Regions from separate parts of the Rattus norvegicus genome. Here region 2 is linked to region 1. A link is a contact called in public Hi-C data. All regions are on one chromosome and are shown on one strand. Each heading gives the region's core, a stretch centred on a gene start, on an enhancer-like site or on the middle of the called end of the contact. The rest is flanking DNA. Distances are from core to core; before and after follow the strand shown. Region 1 holds the start of Serp2 (stress-associated endoplasmic reticulum protein family member 2). Region 2 has its middle 98 kb from the start of Serp2.

Region 1 (6,302 bases), core at 2,947-5,446:
TTTTAGAGGTTGTGGTTGAACAGCATGGTACTGACACTTAGCAAAATTCCTGCTGGCCGCACAGACGAATCCGGGGGACTCAGGTCTTATCAACTTCCTCGCACCCCTGGAGTGCAGGACAACGCCACACTTGGCTGCTTCGGAGCATAGCTGTTACTATGGAGATGCTGGGATCCAGCCCCAGACCTAACAGCACCTGGGTTACACCAGCTTCTGGCTTAATAGAGGCTGGAGGCGGAGTAGGGGAAGAAGAGCACCCATGAAAAGAGGGAACAACTTTCCATGGTCAATAACGAGGCTCCTTGGGCAATAAGCAGAAATGAGATCAGTTACGGTGCTGGACTAACTCAACAGGCCAAAGGCAGGGGTGGGGGAGGGGTAAAAAGGGACGGGAAGGTCACACAACAGGACGTTTTCTCATTCCAGAACCAAGACCAGGAACTCCCCTGACAGAAATTATATTAATTTCACTAGCAAGAACCTAATTCCACAGTATGGTAATAGAGCAAAGCCCAACGTGCTTCCCCTGCTCTTTCATGGTCAGCAGGACTTTCTGACAAGTGAGAAAGGGGGCTACTTCAACACTGGCAAAGCAAGTCTGGAGTGAACACCAAACCAGTGGCCCCTAATTCAACTCGGCTCTCATATGGACACCATAAACCTGGAGGTAGCCTTCAACCCCACAGGTTAAGGCCTCAGTCCCCAAGCCTGCCCTGCTTCAGATGCCAGTCCCAGTCAGTCCATCATACATCTAAGCAACAGGGCTGTAGATGTAAAGACTGAGGCTCCCACGGTTCCCTGCAGTCTGACTAATGTGATGGTTCATTTGGATTATGAGCCTGACATGGTCTAGATTATCTAGAAGGCAAACCTCTGGAAGACTGAGAGACTTTCTAGATTGGGTTAACTGAAGTGGTAAAATCCATCATCCTAACTGTGGGCACCACCGTTCCACTGGCTGTGATTCCAGACACAGAAGGAGGAGAAACTCCACAGAAGTAGCATAGCTTGTTGCTTCCTTCCCAGATGCTGTGACCATCTTCCTCAAGCGCCTGATGCCAGGATAGCTGGCCATGATGACTTACTCTTTAACTGTGAGCCCAGACAAACCCTTCTTCCTGACTTTGCTTCTGTCGGTTATTTGGTTGTAGCAATGAGAAGAGTAACTAACACAAGCAGTTCCCTAGAACATTTCAGAGAGCTCAGGAAAACACGGAGCATGTTATAAAGGTTTACAAAGCAGCAGATGAAAGAGAAGCAAAGGTCAGGGTAAGGGAGCAGGCCGGTTTCACCATCTGTGAGCCTACCATGCTTGGCCACCCAGGGACTCGCTCAATGAAATATTTTAAGGATTCTATTAAATCTTTATTACTCTGATGTGGTTGGTTGCATCATTGGTTTGGTAATCAACTCAACTTGTGGCCATTCTTCCTTCTCTGGGGGTTTGGAACAGGAACAAAAGTCCCAACTCAAGTCATGCTTTGGTCTTTCTAGTGACCATTCTCCATCTATAAGCTACTCAGGACCCCTTCAACCCGAGTGCTGTTTAGCAAACAAAAGGCATTCAGGTTAATATAGAGATTTCAAGGTTGGAGAAGCTTGCCAGGAAGGAAGTACAGTTACAATAATGATATACTCCCCAATATCACATAGTTATACCTGCAAAGGTGCATAAAATTACATGCACAGAGATGCTTTACTGGGGGTTGTTCAACCAATAAAGATATTATTGTTCAACGAAGGGTGTTGGTAACCACCTACCAATGGCACTGTCCGATATATCACTATATATTCATATTGTGGGGGCAAGTGTAAAACAGGGGTTACTGTATAGAGTTACAACAGAGCTCTTGATACATTAAGCACGGAGACAGCAAGGTGACAGAAAGGCATCACTCCATTTGCCTTGGTAGTTTTGTTTTCCTTGTAAAGTAGGGTCTTCATATATAGCCTAGGCTGGCCTTAAACAGAGACTCCCCTGTGTCAGCCTCTGGAATGTGGGAATAGATCTTCATTGCCACACTCTGCTTCTATTTGAACTTTTGAAGGGAGTCTAAAAATGGGCAGGCTGATGACAGATAGGTGGGTAGGTACATAGATAGATAGATAGATAGATAGATAGATAGATAGATAGATAGATAGATAGATAGATAGATATAGATGCTAGATAGATGACTAATTGAATACTAGGAAAGCAACTTGGAAAATGCGGGAATAGAGGGTTTTTCCCTGGACTTTTCACTGTGAACAGGTCCTCTATTTAATTAAAACTAATTTAAAATGTCATAAAGTAAAAATTAAAGGCATAAGATTGTTCCCTAACAAACAAAACAAAGAACAAGAAATAATAAATTTCCCTCAATAAGGTTGCCTCTGTGGAGCTAGGAATACTGCTTGAAGTCTCAAAGTAGAAACAGCCTTTCAACCTCACTACTCTGAATGTCCCCCTGAGCCTGGTCTCTCGTCAGCTTCAGTGAGAATTGGCCCTTACTCTGCCTAGTTACTGAAGTAACTGAGGGACAGACAGAAGCACCCATGGGTCTTATATAATAGCCCTTCTCAGGAGGTAGAGATGCCCAAACACTTCCCCTACATAAAAGTCAGTGGTCCTTAAAAACAGGGACCAGAGAAGTCTCAAATGGTCCTGTGATGTTGGTGGCTGTTCATAATGTTTATGAAGCCAGTAGTTGGTCATTCAAGTGAAAAGATTTCTAACCAGTTGATAGAAGGGTGTATGGGCTGGTTTTGTCTGACTTGACCCAAGCTAGCGTCTTCAGAGTGGAAGGTTCATCAGCTGAGAAATGTCTATGAGATCCAACTGTAAGGCGTTCCCTTAAGTATGGAATGAAGGGGAAGGGCCCAGCCCATGGTGGGTGGTGCCGTCCCTGAGCTGGTGGTCCTAGAGTCTATGAGAAAGCAGGCTGAGCAAGCCAGAAAAAGTAACCAGTCAGCAGCACCCTCCATGGCCTCTGCATCAGCTCCTGCCTCCAGGTTCCTGCCCCCAGGTTCCTGACTCCAAGTTCCTGCCCTGTTTGAGTTTCATCCCAACAACAGAAACCCAAACTAAGACAAATGGTATCAAAAGAGCTCTTCCTAGCTTCCTACCACATAAATTCTGCCCATACCAGAGCCCATTGAAACAGCCTCCAGATGTTTGGAGGATGCTGGAAGATAGGATGAGAGATGTCTCAGCCATATCTGGTCTACACAGCTCTCGTTCCTCGCTCTGTAGTGTTATTTTGTGTTGCCCTAACCCTGGATCACCTCTTCCCGCTTCCCCAGATTTTCCTCCTCCTGGGCTCCAAGGAGCCTGTTTGCTATGGAAAGATGAGCAGTTAAGCTCCTCCTTTACTAGCTACAGCTTGGTGTCAGCATCTGGAGATTCAAACATTGGTTTTGTCCTTTTACTGAATAGCAAATCCCAGTACTTGTCTGGGAGACCACACACAGTAGCTGAGAAGGTCCAAGATGCCCCAAGGCAGTGGTGGTGGTGGTGGTGCTGGTGGTGGGAGTTCAAGCTTGGTCAACACTTTGGCTATGGGTAGTGACCATCAAAATCTTCCTGTGCCGTAGGCTTACTATCTCTTCGCCCTTTATGGTCCACTCAGTTGTTTCGCGGTCAATCTACTAGTGTGATGCCCACCACTACCAAGGTGAGAAGGCCTGGTCCAACTCGACCCTGAGGCTTTCCGGCTCCTCTTCCTATGTCACAAAGGGTCTCTTCGCACAACCCTGTAGAAAGTGCCAAAGTGGGGTTTCCTCAGACACCTAAAGGGCAGGTTCCTTCAGGGTGTTTCCCAACAGTACTACCCAAACCTGGTCAGGCTCAATTTGCTTTCTGAGGCTCAGCGCTCACTACCTAGGGTCTAGCCTTCAGCTTGAAGCACCAGTGCCCCAATCCCTGCCTGGCCCGAGGTGGTCATGAAACAGTCAGAGGTCACCAGGCTGGGTGCGGCTGCGTCCCCACCCCCCACGCACGCACAAACGCCCGGTCGCCCGAACCCTATGCCCCGCAGCGTTCGATCTCAGGACCCGGACACCCTGGGCCACGGTGCCCTTGGCTCGGCGCGCGGCGCTGTAGCAGCGCCCGCCTCCCGCTTCCCGCCTCCTGCCTCGGTGGCCGCGTAGGGTAGGTAGCTGGGGGGACCGGAAGGATGGCGAGGAAGTCGGAGAGGGTTTCCTGAGATGAGAGATTACTTCCGTCCGCGCGCTGGCCTCTCTCTGGAGCCGGCTGGCTGGGGCTCGGGGAGCGGGGTGTGCGGGGCTCGGCCGCGCCTTGCCACCTGCAGCGCCCGGGCAAGCCGCGGGGCCTTGCGGCTACGGCTCATCCCGGCCATCCTTGCAGGTGGGAGTCGAGAGCATCTCCAAGCGCCCAAGCCATGGTGGCCAAACAGCGGATCCGGATGGCTAACGAGAAGCACAGCAAAAACATCACCCAGAGGGGAAACGTAGCCAAAACCTTGGTAAGGCGGGGGCGGCGCCGGCCGGGCCGAGCTGGCAGGACCCGCGGGGCGGAGCGGGGCGGAGCGGGCGGGCCACGGGCTCCGAGCCAGGCCTCCCAGCCCCTCCTCCGGGGTCCCGCAGGCTGGGGGACCCAGCCGGGCTCTGGGGGCGCAGACTGCTCTGCTTTCTCATGGGCGGAGAGGGCTCTGGTTGGTGGAGCCTCTCCAGAAGAGAATGAGCCATCGTCCTTGAAAAAGGCTAAAAGCTGCATCTTAAGGGGCCAATGAAACCAACTGGGCTAAAAGCCTAGTAGGTGAATGAATGAATGAATGAATGAATGAATGAATGAATGAGGGAACGAACGAATGATAGAATGCCACTTATCCCCAGTTCTAGACTCCGCCCCTGGACCCTCCCTACCCCCATGCTAAGGTTTTCTTTCCACCTTTTTTTGTCTCTTCTCCCTGTATGTACATACTGAAAGGATTTAAAGTAGGGCGTGAGTTTCCGAGCTACATTTCGCTCCACCCTCCTCTTTCTCTTCGTTACTGCCTATCGTTCACCCTATAGATTCTGGCTCATTATGATGCTGTAACTGTAGAGACCATCTTATTGCCCGGGGTTCTTTGCTTCCAGACTGTGTATTAAAGCTTTACCCCTGGAATCTTAAGTAAGCTATGTACCGTAAGTGCAGAGGTTTCCTTAAGGAAACCAGGTTGTCTGTTACAGAAAACGTCAGGCCTGTGACTTTGAACCATCCAAGGCTTGAGTGGGTTGCATCGGATTCGAAGAACTGGTTTGCAAAGGCGCCTGGAATCTATTATCCCCTAAGATTAAGGGGAAGTCCAGCCGAAGCTTGGGGTTTGTCTGGAAACGCAGACTTGATGAGGCAATGCCTTTTAGCAAAGACATTATGTTGGTTTGATTAACTGAGGGAAAAGCTGGATATGTAGTCATCACACCGGAATCCTTGTTAAACCAAGCAGAATTGTGGCAGAGAAGCCATGACGTCAAACTCCACTCAGAGCTTTATACACAGTTCCAGGCTTAAGTAACCCTTAAAATTCCTTCTTTGGGGAACTAGAGCATTTAGCTGAGATTAGAGGAGACAAAATGCCAAGGCACCATAGAATGGGAACCACATTTTTCGCAGGGTTCTGTTTCCCCCATGAGGTTTTACTGGGTGGGGGTGGGGCGCCACTGCCCAAGTTGACATTAAAGGCAATTATTTTATGCTCCTAGCAGTTCATTTCTTCCTTCTCAAGGTGGCAGACCCATCTGCTGACATAGTGGAAATAAGTAGACGTGGTTCTTCCTAATGAGTGAAGGAAACCGAGTTCAGAGGTAAAATGATCTCAGCTGACAGCTTCTGTGGGGGCCAGGGCAAGGACTCAAGCACTGAGTTATCTGCAAGGCTGTTTTCCCCATTGGCCTCCATAGACTTGAGAGAATGTTGAGGGCCTAAAACAAAGAAAAAAAATTGTTGGCTTCAAAATAAGAAAATAAAACAGGAAAAGGCTCTGTAGTGGATGTAACCAGCCATCTGCAATCCAACACAACTTTCCCAGCTACATTAAATCCCATTTAATGTATGGTATAAGTGCACTTAAAAGGTTCTGCTGTACCACGGATGGCCCTCCTCAACAATGCTGTGGCGCCTACGAGGACCTGTAACTGACCAGACTAAATTTGTAATGGAAGGCTTCAAAACCAAGCCCCCATAAACTGCTTCCAGTTGTTTTGAGGGGGCGTTTGGTTAGTCACATTGTAAGTGGATCAGCATCCAAAAGGAAAACAAATTTTTTCTCTGTAAATCCTGAATCTTCTTGTTTTAATTACAAGTCAAATGTGGTTGTACT
Region 2 (6,318 bases), core at 1,268-3,767, 98 kb before region 1:
GAGTTGATTTGGACCCACTTCCGACAGCTTTGGGTGCCTCCTCTTCACCCACAGAGAGCTTTTCCATAGACTTCACCACTACACTATGTGAGACAGTCTAGGTGGATATATGAGTCTTTCCTGATGATACCAGAAGGTCATGGAGGACAAATGATATATTTTTCATTGTCTTGGAGCAGTTAATATCCTTGGAAATATTAAGTCGATATTTGCTAACTGAGCAAATATCAGGAGAGCATCCTGCTTCCATGATGCAGGTCATGGCGAGCCAGCCAGAAAATAGTTCCCACTTCCCATATCCTGAAAAGGTCCATTGCTTTCCCCGAGGAAGTGTCCAGGCTCCCAGACTTCCCAAGATTCCCAAGTCGGAATCTTTTCCTGTTTTAAAAAAATTAATATTTTGAATTTTATACAATTTATTTTGATCGTATTCACCCTCTCCCCCAAGTCTTCCAAGTTCTACCCTACCTCCCTACCCATGCAACTTGCAATCTCTAAAGAAACAAACAAACAAAAACCCACTAAGTCCAATCAGCACTGCTACATACTCTTGGACGTGTGGCCATCCACTAGAGTATCGTCAACCTCCCAGAGACCACACCTTAAACTGAGTCTCCTATGCCAATGGCTCCTCCACTTGGGGCGAGCCTTCACACTCACCTCCCACCTGGTTTAGGCTCACACAGATCAGGTGCACGATCTTATCACTGCTGAGAGATGACGCAACTGCCTGCAGTGTCTGGAAAATCCTGACTCCTTGCCTTTGGCTCTTACATTGTTTCTGCCCCTCTGCCACAATGATCCCTGAGCTTCAGGAGGGGCCGATAACGATCAGGAGATTATCTATTATATTATTGAGAGTGATATGCGATTTAAAGACACTACATCGTCTATTAATCTCTGCACCTCGACTCAGTGCTGACTCTGTGTTAATGTTTCTCTGATGAGGGCCGAGAAGTGCAACTAAAATCTACAGGTATAGTAATATATATATATATGTCATTACAAGCCAGTTTAATAATGTACCCATTTAGCAGATTAATAGTGGGAGGTTCTCCCCGAAGAGTCTATGACCTGTGTAGTCATTGGTTTCAACATGCCTCCTCCTCAGCAAGTGAGTTCCTGTTCAAAGAGCTCCAAAGAACCCCCTCCTGGACTCAGGCAAGATCTCCATGGCAACAAGTGCAGCAAGGACTGCAACGGCTGATAAAGGATGGCTGTGACCCCAGACAGATATGCAAAGCAAGTCTAGGAGCCAAAGACAGAAAACAGGAGTTGACTGAAGAATTCTTGAGGTCACCATGCTTGTCCTGGTTACTTTGTGTCAATAAGCACACACTTAAATATATCTGGGGAAGAAAGACTCTCAAATGAGGAATTACCTCCACAGATTGACCTGTGGACATGTCTATGGTATGTTGCTGTTGCTGTTGTTGCTATTGCTGCTGTTGTTGTTGCTGCTGCTGCTGCTGTTGTTAATGACTGATGTGGGAGGCTCCAGCACACTGTGGGTAGCACCACCCCTGGGCAGATGGTCCTGGTGTGGACAAGAAAGCAGGCTGAGCAAGCCAGTAAGCAGTATCCCTACATGGTCTTTTCTTCGGTGCCTGCCTACAGGTTCCTTCCCTGACTTTCCTCAATAATGCACTGTGATCAGTACATGTAAGCCAAATAAATATTCTCCTCCCCAACTTGCTTTTGGTCATAAACTTTATCGTACTAACAGAAAGCAGACTGAGATGCTACTTGAGCAGTATAGGATAATATAAAGCATTTGCTGATATCACATGTATTAGTCTCCATACTTGAGGCAAGCCTCCTTAACAAAAGAAACGGCCACACCTAGAGCTGATTACATGGTACAAGAGGGATGTGCAGAACAGGAGAGGGTCGGACACACGTGGGAGAAGAGGACCAGCAGCTGGCCTGACAAAGATTCCATAAATATAAGCAACAAACTATTTTTCCCATTTACAGATTTCTATGAATATGTTGAACGCCAAAGGTGGAAAATCCTCAGTGCAAGTTTAGTCATTGCTGATAATTCCCGATACTTGTCCCATGTAGTCGGAGTTGAAGATCTCCAGGTCTGCTCACAGGTAGACCATACGGTGGTCTCATCTAGGGAGATCTTTAACAAACTCAACAAACATACCAGCACAAATGTAGGTATGTCCTCTCCATGCTGATGGCTCGGGTCCAACTTGCGGAACATCACACACACACACACACACAAACACACACACACAGAGAGAGAGAGAGAGAGAGAGAGAGAGAGAGAGAGAGAGAGAGAGAGAGAGAGAGAGAGATTGAGTCTATGGAAATAGTTCAAAGCTCATAAAGCTGCATGTGGTGAATAACTCCCTGTATGTCTTCTTGCTGAAACTGACTCGGACCATACTGTTGCGTACAACACTGTCTTTTCTGAGTGTCTTGCCTACGCTACCCTGTACGTGAAGTGACTCAATTCTCCCACTACTTTCCTCAATTTAATTTGCTGCACCGCCTCCATGCGTGCCAAGCTTCGTGATGTCATTAGCCCTTCCCCGGTGTGAATACGATCACAAGAGTGGGTGCTGTGATTGTGCCTTGTAGTACTGCTAAGTTGATCATCTGCTTCTTCTGTTAAATAAAACCTATGATTTTGTTCCTATTGTGAAGGAGGATCTACTATAACATTACAACACTCTGCAGAGAGCTAATGGGTCCCTGGTGGCATCCTCCTATCTGTCCAACTTCTTATGGTTTGTTCTGAAGGAGGGTCAAGCCAGTCACTGCCAGAAACCTTGAAGAAATGCAGCTCCTAGACCACCAGGATTAACTACATAGAAGAAGGCACTGTTATTGTAAACGTCCCTCTATGCATCATGATGGAGGAATTCATAGGAAGCCCAGGGTCAGTAGATGACCTACCTCTGCTCCCAGCAAGCCTCCCCCAAGCCTTGCTCTGGTGGCCACACTTGGCAGTCCCCAGGAACCTTGAGATACTAGGTAAGAAAAGCCATTCATTAGTGAGTCGTTTTAGAACTGGCCTGTCTTGAGTTATTTTATTTACATATGTGTACATATATAGAGATATGTCTCAGTCACTTTTGCATGAGCAATAACACAAAGTGTATGCACACCGGTCTACAGCTGCTCTCTAGAGCTTGTCATCTTGTAGAGCGGTAGTTCTCAACCTGTGGGTCGCAAACCCCCTTGGGGGCTTGCATTTCAAATATTCTGCATACCAGATACTTACACTATGACACAAAATAGTAGCAAAATGATCATTATGAAGAGGCAACGAAATGATTCTATGGTTGGGGGTCATCGCAACATGAGGAACTGGACTTACGGATCGGGTCGTGGCGATAAGAAGGTTAGAACCACTGTGGCAGAGCCTGAATGCTGAGCTCCCTTCAGACGGACGGACTCTCTGTGGCCCCCTCCCTCAGGCTTTTCTTTCTGCTTTGTGTTTCAGAGTCGTCTGTGCTAAGGGCCCCTCCTATCCCTACATGAGAGGATCTATACAGTCATCACTTTTCTGTGACTTGACTCATCCCACTAAGTATAAGTCCTCACAGTCCGTCCATGTTGTAAGGGGCAGAATTGCCTGCCTTATGAAAGCTGAAGATTATTCCATTAACTGTATACGTCACACACTTCTCCCACCCTTGCTCTCTGCCAAATACTGTAGTTCCTTCCATATTTGGGTTATTATAAGTAAAGATGCTATGAACATGGGCATAGTCAATGGATTCTTTCTGAATTGTTTGGGTTCTGTGTTTTGTAGATTTGCTAAATCCCTGCTTAAGCCTGGGAAAAATTGCCTCTAGGATTTGATGGCCACTTCCCCCCCCCCTCTGTTGTACAATTTCATATACTTTCTGTTCCAGGCATGGGCACAAAGCTACACAAGGGTGAGATTTTAATGGGGTGCCTGACTGACTCGCTTCAGTGGAGGAGAGCTGAACAGGCCTTTAAGGTCATTTCTTTAAGGTGCAGGTCTGTTATGGCAGGATCGAACCATCCAGCATGCCCTTTGGTGGGCCCTGCTTCTTCCCATGCCAGCTCCCCCCTTATCTGTTCTACAAATGCTAAGCTGTGGTTCTTGTGACTGATAAGGGCCACCCAAAGTTAGCTGATATTGTGGATAGAGCCTGTCATGCTCACTTGAAGTCTTCCCTGTGAGTGACACGTTGAAATGCACTGTACCTCTTATGGAGAAGGACTGAACATGCCACCATCTAACAGCTACCCAAACTGACATACACCCAAACAGGCACATACATGGACACATGCGTGTGCATGCACCATATCCCATCTCCCTCGGATACCCAGGGAGAGCCTGGCTTTTCCAAGCCCTGTAGTCCCCTCTGTGCAGTCCTGGTACCAGCTGAAGAGCTCATGGGAAAGTGGAAGGGAGAGGTGGTAGCATCAGCTCTTTAAAGATGGCGAAGATCACAGCGAGTGCCCTTTTTCCTAGACAAAGAAACCAGGGCTAGAGGAAGCAGCTCAGGGCAGACAGACTGAATTCCCAGTGAGTGGTTCCTTCCTTCACCTATGTGTGCAGCCAATGGGAAGAGTAAACCTGGCTTATGAAAATGCTTTTCAAATGACAAACATCATTGCTTGTTTGAAACCCAGCCTAATAAAAACAACTTTCTCCTCTGAGACATTGCTCACAGCTCTTATACCTGCCAGGTAGGATTCAGTCTTAGGAACAGATGGGTAAACCTAGCCACTAGCTCCATTCTGCCTGGCCTGCGACATGTCCAGGCTCAGAAGGCTGCTCCATCAAAGGACTCTGGAGTCCTGAAGCCGGGCTTGTATCTGCCTCACCTCCTGCTCTGAGAAGAGCCAGTTCTCCAGAGCAGCTGCAAGTGTCCACTCAGTGCTTCCAAGTGAACCCCATTTTCATTTCAATCCATTCCCTGAGAGCAGTCAGAGACACTGGCAAGCATGACCTGCACTGCAATGGGGGGGGGGGGGGACAGAAGGGAGGGTCCTGGCCGCCTACACACTCCTCAAAATAAGGGATGGAAATGTCAGCAGCAGGAAACTCTCTTTAGGAGGAAACTCAAGTGCCTGCCTTTCCTGTTCTATCATGAACTCCCAGTAATAAAATTCTGCTAAAAATAGGTTTTCTTCAGATCTCTCAGCTTACGTTTCTTAATCTCTTCCTCTAAGCTTGGAAGAATTAAACACTGCCCCCAACCCCATCCTCCTGCCAATGCTTCCCACGTCAATCGGGAAAGTGAAATCGTAACATCGTTTTTCTTTCAGTTATTCATCCATTTACAAGACTGTAAAGCCTACATTCACATAACTGTTGGGATTCTATCCCACAAAAGAGTTTTTACCATGAAAAAAAGAAGTAAATCACAACCTTTACCTTGGAGGATAACAGCAAGAAGAAATGTGTAAAGGTATTTGGCTCCACTGCATCTAAAGGGAGACTTGATAAAACCCTCCCACTTCTATCTAACAAAGTTCTTCTCAAGTCCCTGTTCAGCTTTAACTGTCAACTTGACAGGGTCTAGAGTCACCTGAGAAGAATCTCAGTTGAAGCATTTTGTAGATCAACTGGCCTGTGGGTATTTCTATTGGGGGTCGTCTTGCTTGCTTTTTTTGATACAGTAGTGCTCAGCCCACTGAGGGCAGCATCATTCCCTTGGCAGGTGATCCTGGGCTGTATAAGAAAACCAGTGAAGGATAAGCCTGGGAACAGACTAAAAACAGTATATCCCCACCTTTTCTGCTTTGTGTTCCTTTTGAGCTCTTGCCCTGACTCCCTCAATAATGGACTGTAACCTTATCAACTCAAATAGAGTCCTTTCTAAGTTGTTCCTGTTGACAGGGTTTTATCACAGTGATGGAGAAGAAGCAGGAATACCTAGCATCTCTGAACTCCCACAAGAGACTCTTAGGGGTAAATCACTGTCACAGATGCTGTACTTACTGGCCGGGTGCTGTACCCCAAAACTAAACTAAGGTGATAAGAAGGCCAACAGTCCAAGGGTCGACTGTTTACAGTGAGACTGCAAAATATAAAAAAATATATATATCGCACTGTCATGGAAAGGCCACAAAACATCTGAAGAACTATTCTCTAAAGGAGCCTAAAGAGACATGACAATGACTGGCTTGCATTAGATCCTGCCATATTTTTAATGTTCATAAAATATAGTAATGGGGGTAAAGAATTGAACGCAAGTTGCATATTAAACAGTGTTTTGTATAATTGTGAAATCTTTTAGTGGTAAAGGTATACTGCTGCTCCATAGACGACTGCCCCATTTCCTAGAACTTGGAATCTGAAGTATTTGGAGATGA

What was found. A called contact is a pair of places that touch in the nucleus more often than the background predicts.
Region 2: a Hi-C map of prefrontal cortex shows a contact between it and region 1, with 1.9 times the contacts expected there. The contact joins the enhancer-like site here to the promoter of Serp2 in region 1. A contact is called at or near these places in 2 of 12 Hi-C or Micro-C datasets (frontal cortex and prefrontal cortex).

Annotation. Positions count from the first base shown.
Region 1 is chr15:58,311,118-58,317,419 of GRCr8, reverse strand. It overlaps Serp2 (stress-associated endoplasmic reticulum protein family member 2), which reads left to right and starts at 4,196. Exons shown (of 3, transcript NM_001394792.1): 1 at 4,196-4,463. The coding sequence starts at 4,380. It overlaps LOC120097114 (a long non-coding RNA gene), which reads right to left and starts at 3,970. Exons shown (of 2, transcript XR_005494361.2): 1 at 3,860-3,970; 2 at 3,391-3,732.
Region 2 is chr15:58,407,715-58,414,032 of GRCr8, reverse strand. No RefSeq gene overlaps it. Among named protein-coding and RNA genes, the nearest start is that of Serp2, 98 kb to the right of the region's middle. Within about 2 kb of position 2,517, at least 10 of the 93 cell types and tissues checked have an H3K27ac peak or open chromatin away from gene starts, as enhancers often do. A contact at or near this core is called in prefrontal cortex, where this site is marked.